Linked DNA regions of Ovis aries: region 2 is linked to region 1. The links are chromatin contacts, called in public Hi-C maps. All regions are on one chromosome and are shown on one strand. Each heading gives the region's core, a stretch centred on a gene start, on an enhancer-like site or on the middle of the called end of the contact. The rest is flanking DNA. Distances are from core to core; before and after follow the strand shown. Region 1 holds the start of TGM3 (transglutaminase 3). Region 2 has its middle 54 kb from the start of TGM3.

Region 1 (7,372 bases), core at 249-2,748:
GATGGGGATAGACGTAATCAGATTGCCCCAGTGCAGGCAGACGCATATGGTAAGAGAGGTCCTAAAGTGTACCAAGTGCTGTGGGAGCCCAGATGACAGGGAGATGACGTGGATTTCCTTTTTCCCATCCGCCTTATTCAGTCTCATCCTTCTCAGGGTCCAGCGTTCCCATCTTCTCCCTAAAGACCTAATTGTGTCATGGTGCTTCCTTCCCACTCCAAGTCTGGCGGAAGCCTTGAGAAGTGTCCTCTCGGTCACAAACCCTTGGAGCATTATCATTGTTTTTTAAAACTCCCTTGTCTACCACAGGAAAGCTTGGAACTTGCACACAGCCACCATAGGATCTTTAGATATATATATTTCTATACCCTTAAAACAACAAACAAGCAAACAAAAAATGTAGAATGAGAGTCTCCCCCCTCTTATTTTTTTAAAACTGGTGTAGACGCTGGGCTCAGAGAAGGTCCGTGACTTGCCCTCCAGTTTTACAGACAACACGTGGCAGAACAGAATGAAGTCTTGTCACAGTATAGCTTCACTGGCCGTCCTCGCTGCCTCACTGAAAAGAATAATCCTCCCTCCCCCCACTCCCGGGAGACCCAGGTTCGATCCCAGGGTTGGGAAGATCCCCTGGAGAAGGGAATGGCAGCCCACTCCAGTACTCTTGCCTGGAGAATTCCATGGACAGAAGGGCCTAGCTGGCTGCAGTTCAAGGAATAGCAAAGAGTCGGACACAACTGAATGACTAACACTGACCCCTACCCCACATCTGTAGTTAAACTGACATCTCATTCCAGATGACAACTGGATTTAATCCATACAGTACACATCCAGGCACTTTCCACTCACATCACTTCATTTGATTACTCCCCCACATCTTGAGTTGCGAAGAGTGGGTGGGGCCTTCCCTCAACTCACAGACCAGGCTTCCAAGACTTCAAGGTCCAGTGATGGCCCAGGACCTAGCCAGCACTGGAACCGAATGTTTCTAACCACCAATCACACGCCATTTCTGGCACACAGCAACCTGTACAGTGAACTGTGATGAGTATCTCACGCCCCTCGTGCAAACGGAGACCACCGGCATGTGAGGACGGTGAGAAAGCATTAGGCAATTTTCTGCTTTAGGTTCTGCAGAGACTTTTCTTTGACCCCCAAGGGACTTCTCAGCATCTGCTCTGGACAAGCTACTTCAAGAAAAGCATTACATCATTTCCTGAATCCTGTGATCCAGGAAGTAGTTCATCTTGAAACAAATAATAAAATCAAACTCTGCGTTTTTTGTGTTTTTTTTTTTTTTCCTTATCTCCCCTCTTCTTCCCAAACTGGTCTTGCACAAGCAGGTATGACCTTCCATTGGGTGACAAGTATGTCGTAAGTGAAACGTTTACAGGCACTACAGGAATGACCTGGTGCCTCGCCTACCTCATTAGAATTCTAATTGGGGTGTGTAGGAGAGGCTTCTATAAATGGTAAGGCGATCCCAGCAAGGCAGTCAGTCTCCCCACACCATCCGTGCCCTTCCCAGCCGAGCCAGAGAGGAGGCAGAGGAAAGCGAAACATGTCTGGTGAGTGCATGACATCTTCTCTGCCAGTCCCCGCTGGACTCCCATGCTTCTCTCGGGCCGACTGAGAGGCCAGAGTGCCCAGCTCGTGACAGCTGCCTTCGGGGCTCTGACAGCTAGAGCCTGGTTTTTTTGGAAGGTTCTCTTCAGAGGCAACTCTTTCTCCATGCCTGCCTAGTCCCTCTAGTGTGGTCTCAGGGTTAGAGCATGTTTGGGACGAAGTCCTGGGTAAAGGGCAGGTTCTTCAGTGCAGCCAGAGGCATATCCCCTTAGCTAGACAGACAAGCTTTGCCCTTTCAAGCCAGTTGGCACCTGCTTCCCGTGTTTCTCAGTGTCATTTTACCAGCTGTTAGTAATATAGGCCAAGAAAAGCACGTCTCAGAGCTACAAGGGAGGGAGGGAGTGACAGCGTGTAAGTCGGTTTAACAGAAACCATCAGCAGTGCTGGAATGCTCCTAAGTAAACTACACATCCGCAAGCACTGGCAGGCTCTTTGAAAGTGACTTGATGAGTGAAACCACCAGGAGCAGAAGGAGCAGGTATGCCGAGGACAGTTCCCAAGAGCGGCACCAGGGAAGGGAGTGAAAAAGCGCTGCTGGGGAGCACGGGTTCTCTGACTCTGTGGCCACTGTGAGGACTGGGCTCTGCTTAGACAGCGCCCCTGCTCAGCAGCAGGCTAATTATTGCCTGTCGTGGGTGCTCAGCCTAGTGGGTTGGCAGCGACGCCAAATCCAAACAAGGCATGAGTCAAACCAGTAAAATATTGTGAATGGAGGTTAAGGCTGCAGGAAGGTTTGCCCAAGAAATTGCTGAGCATGATGCAAAAGGGGACTGCTGGTTACTTCAGAGATCACAAAGACCAGGACAGGGTGGCTGCAAAAATGGACTCTTCCCTTATCCTGGACTTCTTCCCATGAACGTGCAACAGTGCTGGGCTGCTAAGAAGGGAACCTTGGATTCTGCAGACTTTAGCAAGAGAGGATAGGCCATCTCCCTCCCTACTTCCCTCCTGCCAGAGGATGAGTTGGCCCTTACCTGGGACCCACAGAAATTTGGTAGCTGGGCCCAGACTCGGTTTTAGTAGCACCTCTTCTGCCACCAGTTCCAAGCTCATCCATGACCGCGGGTGAAATCTGTGACATGGAAAGCAATACTGAACCTGGTTTCTCATTTGAACTCTGTTACCAACTGCTGCTGCTGAGCCTCCAGCTCCCGATTCAAGATGAAGAGCTTGAAATGGGGGGACTTCCAGGTTCCTTCCAGTACTGACTGCTCTCTTTCATGAAAGGAAACAGGGGGCGGAGGGCGATGGGCTTCAGCAGGGGCTCAGCCCTGGGGCGTGTGCACCCACAGCAGCCTGCCCACTGAGAGCCCTGCAGGCATCCCCAGGGGCCCAGTGTGTCCATGTCTGTGACTCCTAGGGACACTGTGCTCTTAAGACTCAACTTCTGGCTCCACCAGATGCCCCAAGGTCGCAGAGAAATGTGGACAATGGTCAATTCAGAGAAAATCAATTTTTTAAAAAGAGAGACAAGGAAACATCTTCATTCCCTTGAAGCTGTCACACCTGTGGTTCCTGGCCTGTCCCAGTCATGCAGCCAGGCAGGGCTCAGTAATGAATTCCTGAGTTCCTGAATGAATGAGTTTGCTTACTGGACACTCAGGGAAGGAGCCACAAGGCGCAGCGGGAGCATAGAGATCGAGAGGGCAGTCTTTCTCCATGGTGGGTTCGCAGTGGACTGTCATTAGGTTGTGTTACATGTCCAAGCACTTACCAGGGGCCAAGAGGAGGAAGGGATTAACCCTGGGGGCGGTTTAAGGTAGGGGAGACCCTAGGCCCCAGGTAGCACCAGGTAGCACTGGTATGGATGATGAGTTGGACTTGGTCAGAAGTAGTTTTGTGGGGTGAGGAGTATTCTGGGAGGAGGGAACAGGAAAAGAAACATGGGTGGTCGGGTGCGTGTGACCCAGGGAACTAGCAGGGTTGCAGCGTGCTGGTGCAAGAGGGCTGTTTCTGGCTCCCAGGTTAAGGTTCTTGTTGGAATCTGTAGGGTGTGATTATTCCGCCTCCCAGTGGAGACGGCAGCCTGGGCTGGGGTGGATGACATGGTGGAGGAAGGCCTGGCAGCCTTCTACCCAAAGTGGTTGGCACCCTCTGCCTTCCACACACCAAGGCCAGAGCCCCACAATGGACAGACATGCAAGCTGTGGACACAGATGCTGGGCCCAGTGTGAAGGGGTTCCCCATCCTCGAGGCCATGTAGAGGCCCTGTGGCAGAGTCCTCAAGGGTCAAACATGGATGCAGACCTCTGCCTTGGGAGCCCGGCACTTCTGTGTCGGGGACAGGCGCCCTGTCCCACTAGGGCGGTGAGTGTCCCCATCAGCAGCTTATCTGGGCAGAGTGCTGGCTTCAGGACCCACCCTCTCTGGCTTCAGGCCCCAGCCTACAGAGGACCCGTGTCATTCTGGGCTGTGGGTCTGCACGTTTCCTGGGAGCTGAGAGGCTGGCCGCTCCTTCTCCATTTCCAGGCCCCCACGCTTGTGTCCCTGCTGCTCTGCTCACCTCAGATCACTTCCCAGCTCAGCCTCCACCCCGCTGGGCTGTGCTCCATAGATGGGGCAATCATTCTCGTCCCCAGGGCCCGCATGCCGGCCTGGGTGTGAGATGAAGAGAGGAAACGCTTTCCCCGTTGTATGGAAGTCGAGGGAATAAGGCCCCTCATCTTGGTAGGGGCCGAAAGGTGCTCAGAAAGATCTGCAGTCCTCCGTCTCAGCCTGTTTTCCTCCTTTGTAAATAGGAGATAGTGATTGCCCCCCTGCCTCCCACTCAGAGTGGCCATGTGGCCTGGGGGAGAGAATTCGTGGAAAGTAGCTTTGATTGCATAGTGTAAACAGACACTGTCTAGGCTTAAGGTAGTGGTTCTCAACTCCAGCTCTGGTTCCATATTAGAATCACCAGTAAAGTCTAAGAAACCAGCGCCGTCCCAGTGGTGGGGATGAGGTTAATATGAACTCTCCAGGTGGTCCTCGTGCATGTCAAGGGTTTAAGAAATTTGAAACTCTCTCTGGAAGTGAAGGGGGGCCAGGAGTCCTTCCTTCCTCTCTCATGCGAACCGTGTAATGTCGAGGCAAGGGGGAGGCTGTGGGTGTTCCCCTCTCCCTGGCAGCTTCCTGGACTTGTGCCCATTGCTACCACCACCACCTCGGCTAGATGCAGGGTGCAGCCTGGAGTGGCACATGGTCAGGCTGCACCGGCATCAGTGTGAGCTTGGGCCAGTCTCTGCCTGAGTGTGTGATGTTTGGCAAGTGATGACACTTGACTGGACTTTCAAATCCCTCATCTGTGAAATGGGAATGACCACATCAGACAGGTTTGTAACTGTGAGAGGCATATGCAAGAAAAACACTCAGCACTTTGTCTGCCCATCTGAGGTCCTCCATGGCAGCCCAGGAAAAGCTCAAACCCTTCTCTCGCCTGTGTCGCTGGTGCTATTATGCGTGGGATCCTAAGACATCTGTACCACGGACAGGAACCCAGGTGCCAGTGATGGGTGCATCTGGGGTCCCAACCAATGTCCTACAAGGGAGGATATTCAGTTTCACTGTTCCCTTCTACAGAGAGGCTGAGACCTTGCTCAAGGCTGCTCGAACCACCAGTTCAGGGCTCACTCAATTTTGCCCTGGCACCCTTGCCAGCCCCTTGCTCAGTGCCCCCCAGGGAACCCCTATTTCCCCACCACCTGAGCACCAAGAGATTGTACCACCCATGCTGCACAGGGGTTGAAAATGTCTGAATGCAGAGGAAAGACGAAGGGAAGCAGCACAGGCTGGAGAGAGAAAGAAGAGACTGGTGAGGGCTGGAGTGAGGCAGGACCTGCCAGGAGCTGGAGACGTCCTGATGCCCAGAGGAGGGGGGCATGTTGCAAATAACAGCCTCCCAGTGACCAGGATCTAAGACCTGGTTTCTGGGCCAAGCTCTGACTTTCGACTACCGGTGACCTCAGTAGACCTTCCAGGACCTCAGTTGTTTTACCTGTCACATGGGAATATTGCATCATATCACTGCTTTTCAAGCTGCCAGTTTTCACCAATAGCAAGCTGTAAAATCAATTTAGTGGACTGTGACCAGCAAATCATTTTTAAAATGAAGTAGAAAATATTACTGTGCATTGTGGATAGTAAGGGTTCATACTGTTTTGGGAAAACATTACATCAATTATAAACCCATGTGTGTAAGCGATGTACAAAATGCCCTCTTAAAGCAGTCTCTAACAAAAAACTTGACATTTGGCTAGATGATTTTTAATATATCTGTCCTGTGGGTCACCTTTCACAGTCTAGAATCTGTTCTGTGCTTCTCTTTTTATCCCTGCCAAAAGTGGACCACAGAATAAGAGGGGAGGACATTACACTATCAGTTACATACAGCTAGGTTTGGCTGTAAATGACAGTGAATCCCAAATAACAATGGCTTAGAGAAACGAACAAGACAGAAGTTTACTGGAGGTAGGCAGTTCTGGTGGGTGGGGCAGCTGCACAATCCTGAGGGCCTGGGCTCTTGCAGGCCCCCACTGTCACCCCAAAGGCATGTGTGGTCTAAACTGAGTCCACATCACACCCAGACCTGGGACAGCAGGGGGAAGAAGATGGAAATAAGCAGGCTAAGGGCTTTTGCCAACTATTTTGAAAAAAGAGGTTTCCTCAGGATTGAAAACAGGCATTCAAACAAATGCTTGCAAAGGAACATTCAGAGCAGCACTATTTATGAATCAAAAGGTAGAAACAACCCAAAGATCCATCCACTGATAAATGGATGAATATACAGTATATCAACATAGTGGAATATTATTCAGCCATAAAGAAGGGATGGACTACTGATACACGCTACCACGTGGATGAACCTTAAAAACATAATGCTAAGTGAAAAACCAGACTCAGAGACTGTATGACTCCACTGATACGAAATGACCAGAGCAGACAAATCTATGGGAACAGAAATCAGATGAGTGGTTCCCAGGGGCTAGAGCTGGGGAGGTGGGAAGTGATTGCTAGTGGGTGGGGGATTTATCTTGAGGTTGAAGAAAAAGTTCTGAAACTAGATAGTGTTGATGGTTGCACAACATTGTGAATGTACTAAATGGCACCAAATTGTGTGCTTTAAGTGGTTAAAATGGTGAATTTCACCTCACTTTTTACAAAAGAGGTTTCCTGGGAATTAGGAATTAATACGTTTAACTTGCACCTATAAGTCATTGGCCAGAACCCATTCACATGACCCCCAGCTGCAAGAGAGCCTGGCCATTAACATGAAGGATTTTATTACCAAGAAAGAAGGAGCGAGTATATACTGGGATAGACATTTAGCAGTCACGATCACATCAGTGGTGCTGGTGGCACTGATTTTCTCAGGATAAAGAAAGCAGGGAAACTGCCCCTGGCCTGCTGGTGGAGTTAAGCAGTGAGTCAAAGAGGCAGCATGGGATTGGGAGACGGGCCCTGGATGAGAGTCCAGAGACATCCCACTGTGGGCAAATGACTTTCTGGGCCTCCATGTCCTCACAGCCAGAATAAGAGTCGGGGGAGATGCTCAGTCTCTAAAACGTTACTCTCTTTGATGTTTCTGAGAGTCTGTGTTGATGAGTCAATTATAGGGGTGAAGCCACTCTCCTTTCATCCCTGCCCTTCATCCAAGCAGGCACAAAGAACAGCTCTGAAGCTCATAAACACCCATGAAGTTGTAAACTCGGGAAAAAACTTGGGTGTTTGTGCACCTCCCCTATTCCCTGCCCTGTTGTTCACCCACCAA
Region 2 (6,663 bases), core at 3,553-6,052, 52 kb before region 1:
AATTATTTCCTGGACATACTGTCTACTGTGTTAGGATACTTGAGGTCCTATTTACATTTTTTTTTTTTTTAAAATTTTAGGAGGTGTTCATTGTGCTCAGCTTTAGCACACAGGTCCTCGCTTACTTTGGTGGGCTGTAGTGTCATTGGCAGTTTAATTTTCAGAGCCTTTGCAATGTTATTTGGCTCTGCTTGGTTTATCTGATGCTGTTCCCATAGGACCCTGCTGGTGCTGCCTATAGGTGAGGAAAGGGCCGTAGTGTCTCTCAGTTAGGGAAGGGACAAGGCCCAAAGGGACAAAAAGGCTTCTTAGGCCATACTCTTGCTGTGGCAGAATCCCTCTTGTCGATATCACCTGCCTACCCCCATCTTTGGATGGGGGAATGGAGTTTGAAGTCCACAGGGACAAGGATACTTCCTGGGCAGTCTGCTTGTGATGTCAGAGTCCCTCCTGCCAGTCCCACCCACCATCCCAATATTCCCTTGATGGACTTGGAAGTGTCCAGGCCAGCAGAGAAGCAGAGCACTTTCCCTGGCTGCACGTTTTGCCCAGGAAGGCTCCAAATCTGTTCTACTTGCTAGTGCTTCCAGGCTCCCCTGGTGTTGGTGGAGGGACTCTTGCTAGATCTGGGGAAGGAATGAGCTCACCTGGCTGCCTTCTGTGGCCGGGTTGGGGATTAGAAATGCTGGGTCTAGGTCACCTTGCATTTGGTAGGGGAACGTAAAACAAGAACTCTTCTGTTACTTCTCATAAGAGCACCATGGCCTCCTCCCCACTTGTCTTCTTCCTTTGGTCCTATGCAGTAATTGCTTGTTGAGTGACGCAGTATTGTGCCTGGCGCTTTACCTGGGTCTGAAGTGCTCTGAAATTGTACCCTTGTATGATGACTTTAGGAGTAAAGCTCAGCTAGTCTTTTCGGAACACATGGCTAATGCTTGTGTCATGTTCAACTACAAGGCTGTGTTTGATGGCTGGGCAGGTCCCTCTTAGCAGGTGCCAAGAATGCCAGGGGGTGGCGGAAGGAATGGAAAGTTCTTCCTTATTGTTTCACAGGTTTGCAAAGGTGCTGAGCTGCCCTCTAAGCAGAATTTCTTTCTCCTCCCTGGGGTGGACATTTCGTGAAGAGCCAAGAGGCTTAACATATTCTGAGTTCTTACGGAAACAATTGTATCAGACAGCAGCTTGCAAATTTCCAAAACTTTTTGGCGTGTTTTTAATCTCCAATAAAAGCCTAGTTGTCCATTATTAACACAGAACTTCCTTCCTTTAAAATATGTATTTGTAATATTGAGCTTTTGATTTTGAATTTGTTAAAGAAAGTGCTGCGACAAAATAGGTGTCCTCCTTCCAGAATGGCCTTCCTTATCTTCGGTGTGAATACCACCTTCCTTGTTGCCCACCTTGCTGATTACTGTGTCTATGAAGCCTTCCTCTCTCTTCTGCCTAGGGCCCTTGCCCTCCTCACTGTGACATCTGAACCATACCGTTATATGCCGTTTTGCTCTCTCTCCTGCAAGGGCTTTTAACTCTTGCTTTGTTTAAACCCATTTAGAGTAAAGTCCCAAATCTTTTCATGTTCTAAAGGGCCTACAGGATCCCACTACCCTATAATCTCCGCCCCTCCTCCTGCCACCTTCCCCGGCCCCTCACCCAAGCGCCTCCCTCCCCCCTCCTCCCTCTGCCTTTGCCAAGCAGACCTTCCTGATCCTTGCGATGTCATGTCAAACACACACTATTGAATGCCAGAGCCTAGAACCGTGCCTGGTACAAGAGGCACTCAATGAGAATCTGACTGCATTAATTACAGGATTTAAATAAAGTTACTCTTCTTGCCATCAAAAATGTAGTCTGTGTTTATTTTAGAACTTTAGGAAATACAAAAAGTAGGAAAACCCTTATATAATTTCACATTTAAAAGGCAAAACATAATTTACACTCTTTTTTAAGAATATTTCTCCCCTGTCCTATTTATGGTATTTTGGTTGGTTTGTTTCATATGGTTATATTTGTAATATATTTTGTGTAGAATTTTATCTTTTTATGTGCGTATGCCTTGCATTTTCCAAGTGTTATGTTTATTTTTACTGCTTCTTATTTCAAAAAGGATTTGAAGCCCTATGAGATATGGAAGAACAGTATTTCTTTCAACTGCCTGCAGCAGGCAAGCCTGTGCCTTACCCCTGCTCAGTGCTCATGGAAGCTTGCTTTTCAGCGAAGAGCAGATGCACGATTGTATCTGACTTCAGAAAGCAGCCAGGACCTCCCAGCTGTGCCCACGGCATAGTCCTTTGAACATGAGTCTGTCTCTGGTCGTCTGTACCCATCTGAATTTGTCTCTCTTATCTGGAGGAGTGGCCTCCCTCCAGGCCAGATTAGACTCATTCCCTCCTGCAGATGTGTATCTCCAAAGGTGCCGTTTGCAGGCGAAGCATGCCAAGCCCCCGCCCAGGAACTGGACGTATCTGCACCTGCTTCCCTGCCAAGCCCTGGAGGCATATATTCCGGACTTGGGCAAAACCGCCATCGCCCTCCACCCTACCCAGCGCCAGTATTCTCGGGTTGGGAGAAAACAGGGTGACATGCGTAGGTTTCTCAGAAGCCAGGGCCTTAAAATAGCATTTATAGTTACTGGTATAAGTGTTTACCTCACACTCCCTCATGTCACAGGATCATTACAAATATTGTTCTCTGCGCACACACACAGACACACACACACCCTTACCTGCCCCAGCCTACTACTGCCCCACCAGATCTCAGCTCTGATGTGACTTCCTCAGGGAAGCCTTCCCAGAACCCTGGGTTCATCGTGTGACCTATTTGCACTCATTACATTAAGCTTTTGTGTCTTTCCCCCCGCCATTAGACTGTAAGCTCAGTGAAGGTAGGGACCGTGTTTACTTTTTTCGCTGTCTCCAGTGCCTAGCCTAGAGTAGTGCTCAAGAAACATTTTTGAATGAATGAATGAGTGAATGTGTCATAGACATTTGGGCTGAGGCAGTGAGGAAGACTGGGGCTTCCCAGGTGGTGCTCGTGGTAAAGAACCTGTCTGCCACTGCAAGAGACATGAGAGACGCCGGTTCGATCCCCGGGTCAGGAAGATCCCCTGGAGGAGGGCATGGCAACCCACTCCAGTATTCTTGCCTGGAGAATCCCATGGACAGAGGAGCCTGGTGGGCTACAGTCCACGGGGTTGCAAAGAGTTGGACATGACTGAAGTGACAGCAGGCATGGAAGCACAGTGAGAAGTACAGCTTAAGAGCATGAACTTTGCAGTCAAATATCTAGAGTCAAAGCAGCTATGTGACACCGCCCCCCCCCCTTTCAGTGCCACCGTTTCCCTGTCTGTAAAATGGAACCGATCATCCCACTTCTCGGGTCAGGGTGTGGCACAGGTCAAATGAGGCCCTCGGTAAAGACTTCCAGCAAAGCCAGACTCATGGTAAGTCCTCAGTATCTGTTAGCTATTACCAGGACTACTATTTCCCACTCTTTGAGCCAATACAAGCTTTGCTGTAATGAATATTCCTTTATGTATGTCTTATACTTTTTATGAGCATTGCAATAGGTGAGGTTCCTAGAAGTTGGATTGTTACATCAGAAGTTTAATTTATTTGGAATTAATCTTTGTCAACAAATTAAGGGAGAGATCAACTTTTCCAAATGGAGACTTGTGAGAGGCCAAGGCTCCTGTTTGTTTCTGGATGCATAAAAATCAGACATTCGGATATAGTCAGTGAGGGCAAGTGCTTACTGAACCCAGGTGAAGGGTACCTTGATGGAAATCTCTCATAGTTCCTCACAGCCCACCTTCTGTCTCTGAGGCTACCTAGGGTGGCAGAGATTAGGATTTGGGGGAGCTTCTGTATCTCCTCTGCTTGAGTTATTATTCCCAGTATTGTGGGCAGGCATATTATTAATACAATAGCTCCCAACCCTGCCTTATGCAGCAATGTAACTACTCTGTCCCTCCCAACATAGATTCCGTGTCTAGATGTCCTGATGTCTGGGTTCCTGTTCTCAGATTAGCTTAACTGTGTCACAGACCTAGGACTTTCCAATCTGACCCAAGGGCTTTCCCTGCTCTGGAGAACCTCTCCAGCCTCGTGCTGTCCCAGGAGCAGGCCAGTCATGGCCTCTCACACTAGGCAGCCATCCCAACACCATCTACAAATTTCTTACAAATATGAGGGTCTATTTCTGGACTCTCTTCTGCTCTTCTAATTCTGTAGGCTAATCTTTTATCCCACTCTCATTGTTCCTATTTTTTAAAAAACTCTTGGCTCTAGTCTCACTCAAGAAATGTTGAGAATCAAGTTGTCCAGACTGTGCCCCTGCTAAAGTGCTTGTTTCACATACTACACGCTTGCCCACTGGTGCACACACATACACATTCTCACACACACTTGCTTCCACTAGAAATTTCACTGGGATTTTCCTGAACCTCCAGAATAACTTCGAGGGGATTGGTTTCTTTTCAGTACTGAAGCCTCCCATACTGGTACAGTGAATATTTATTGTTCCTTTCATTGAGATCTTTTTTATTCTCCAGTAAAATTTTATAATTCCTCTCTATGTTACACGCATTTTGTATGCTCTGTTGCCATTGTCAACAGATCTTTATTATATTTATATCATATTACAAAATAAATATACTTAGTTTTATATTTTATATAACTTTTATTTTTGGTTATTACTAGATATGGGAACAGCATCTTTTACTTTTGCTACTGGTGGTAAGAGGTGAGCTGCGACTCTGAGGCAGACGGCAAAGCTGATTTGGTTTCCATGTAACAGGCAGAGCGCTGTCAGACACTGCAAACAATTCCCAGACAGGGCCTCGAATAACCTGGGAGTTGTCTAAGGGTGTGGAGTACACAATGGCCAATAACATCTTTATTTGGTTTGGTTGCCACGTAGCATTTCATATAGGTTTAGCTTTTGCCTCATAATTACTATCCTGAGCAATCCAGATTGGTTTACAAGGCTTAAGGGAGCCAAAGGAAGCTGACATTGAAATTCTTTTTAGATAATCCACTTTTGTTTTGAAGGTTTGGTTTTCTCAGTGTGCCTTCCTTACAGCCTTTTGCACTGATCTCCCATTTTGCACTGATGATTAGGTTCACTTAGGGTTAAAGACCTTTAGTCTTTAGCCTTTATTATCAAGATAAGATTCTTGCTTGATTATCTATTTATAGTATAACTATTTTATTGAGATGTATTTTACTGAGATGTTGACACACTACACAATCCACTCAGTTAAAGTGTACAGTTCAATTGTTTTGCAGTATTTCACAGAGTTGAGCAACCATCACCACAGTCAATTTTAGAACATATTCATCATGCTATAAGGAATCCTATACTCATGAGCAGTCACTCCCAATTCCCTCTAACCCTCCTCAGCCCTAAGCAACTACTAATCTACTTTCTGTGGACTTGCCTATTCTGCACATTTCATATAAAAGGAATCACACAACATGTAATCTTTGGTGACCAGCTTCTTTCATGTAGCACACTGTTGTCAAAGTTCATCCATATTTTAGCATCTGCCAGTATTTATTCCTTTTTATTGTCAAATAACATCCCACTATTGGACATGGGTGGGTGTGTGTGCGCGTGTCTGACAACCCCGTGAACTTTAGCCTGCCAGGCTCCTCTTTCCATGGGATTTCCCAGGCAAGAATACTGGGGTGGGTTGCCATTTCCTTCTCCAGGGGATCTTCCCAACCCAGAGATGGAACCTGCATCTCCTGCATAGGCAGGCAGATTGTCTACCATTGTGACACACCACATCTTATTTATCCATTCACGAGCTCATGGACATCTGCTTATTTCTGGTTTCTGGCTATTCTGAATAATGCTGCTATGACTATTCATACAATTTTTGTGCACACATATGTTTCATTTCTCTTGGATATATATACCTAGGAGTGAGGTTGCTGGATCATATAAATATATATATATAATACACACACACACACACACACACACACACACATATATATATATATGATAAATCTATGTTTAACATTTTCATTTTAAGAAACTGCCAAACTGTTTTCCAAAGCAATTCCACCATTTTACATTCCCACCAGCACTGTACAAGGCTTCCAAATTCTCTTTCCTTGTCAACACTTGTAATTATCTGTCCTTTTGATTATAGCCATTATATAATGGTAGGTGTGGTGATATCTCATCAAGGGTTTGATTTACATTTCACTGATGTCTAAACCTATTCTGCATCTTGAATCTGATATTTAAATGCCCTCTTTTGCTTCTCCTTGAAGCTACTCTGGCTGGATTTGTGATGGGGTTTCACACCTACTTTTTCCCTGCCAATCCCAGAAATCCACACAACTAGACAATTGTTGTGTGGCCATTGTTATTCTGGCAGAAAGGTTGGGACGTTGCTAGACCCTTAGGAGTAAAGAAAGATCTAGAATGCATGTGACTCATGAGAAAAGAAAACTGGTTATTTAGATATCTCAATCAACCATAAAATCTTTGTTATAGGTAATACAAAACAGAGATAAATCAGGAAACAAACTTTTTTCCAGTAGCTCTTATTAATAATTAACTCCAAGTGTCTTGACTGAAGAAAAATGTAATGTGTCCTATCTGCCATGAAAATGTTGTCTGTAGTCTGGAAAGTTCTCTGTGAACACC

The links. A called contact is a pair of places that touch in the nucleus more often than the background predicts.
Region 2: a Hi-C map of mixed tissues shows a contact between it and region 1, with 2.4 times the contacts expected there. The contact joins the enhancer-like site here to the promoter of TGM3 in region 1. A contact is called at or near these places in 3 of 16 Hi-C or Micro-C datasets (liver and mixed tissues).

What each region holds. Positions count from the first base shown.
Region 1 is chr13:52,560,932-52,568,303 of ARS-UI_Ramb_v3.0, reverse strand. TGM3 (transglutaminase 3) reads left to right here and starts at 1,498. Exons shown (of 13, transcript XM_004014391.5): 1 at 1,498-1,568. The coding sequence starts at 1,562.
Region 2 is chr13:52,617,115-52,623,777 of ARS-UI_Ramb_v3.0, reverse strand. No RefSeq gene overlaps it. Among named protein-coding and RNA genes, the nearest start is that of TGM3, 54 kb to the right of the region's middle. Within about 2 kb of position 4,802, at least 4 of the 54 cell types and tissues checked have an H3K27ac peak or open chromatin away from gene starts, as enhancers often do.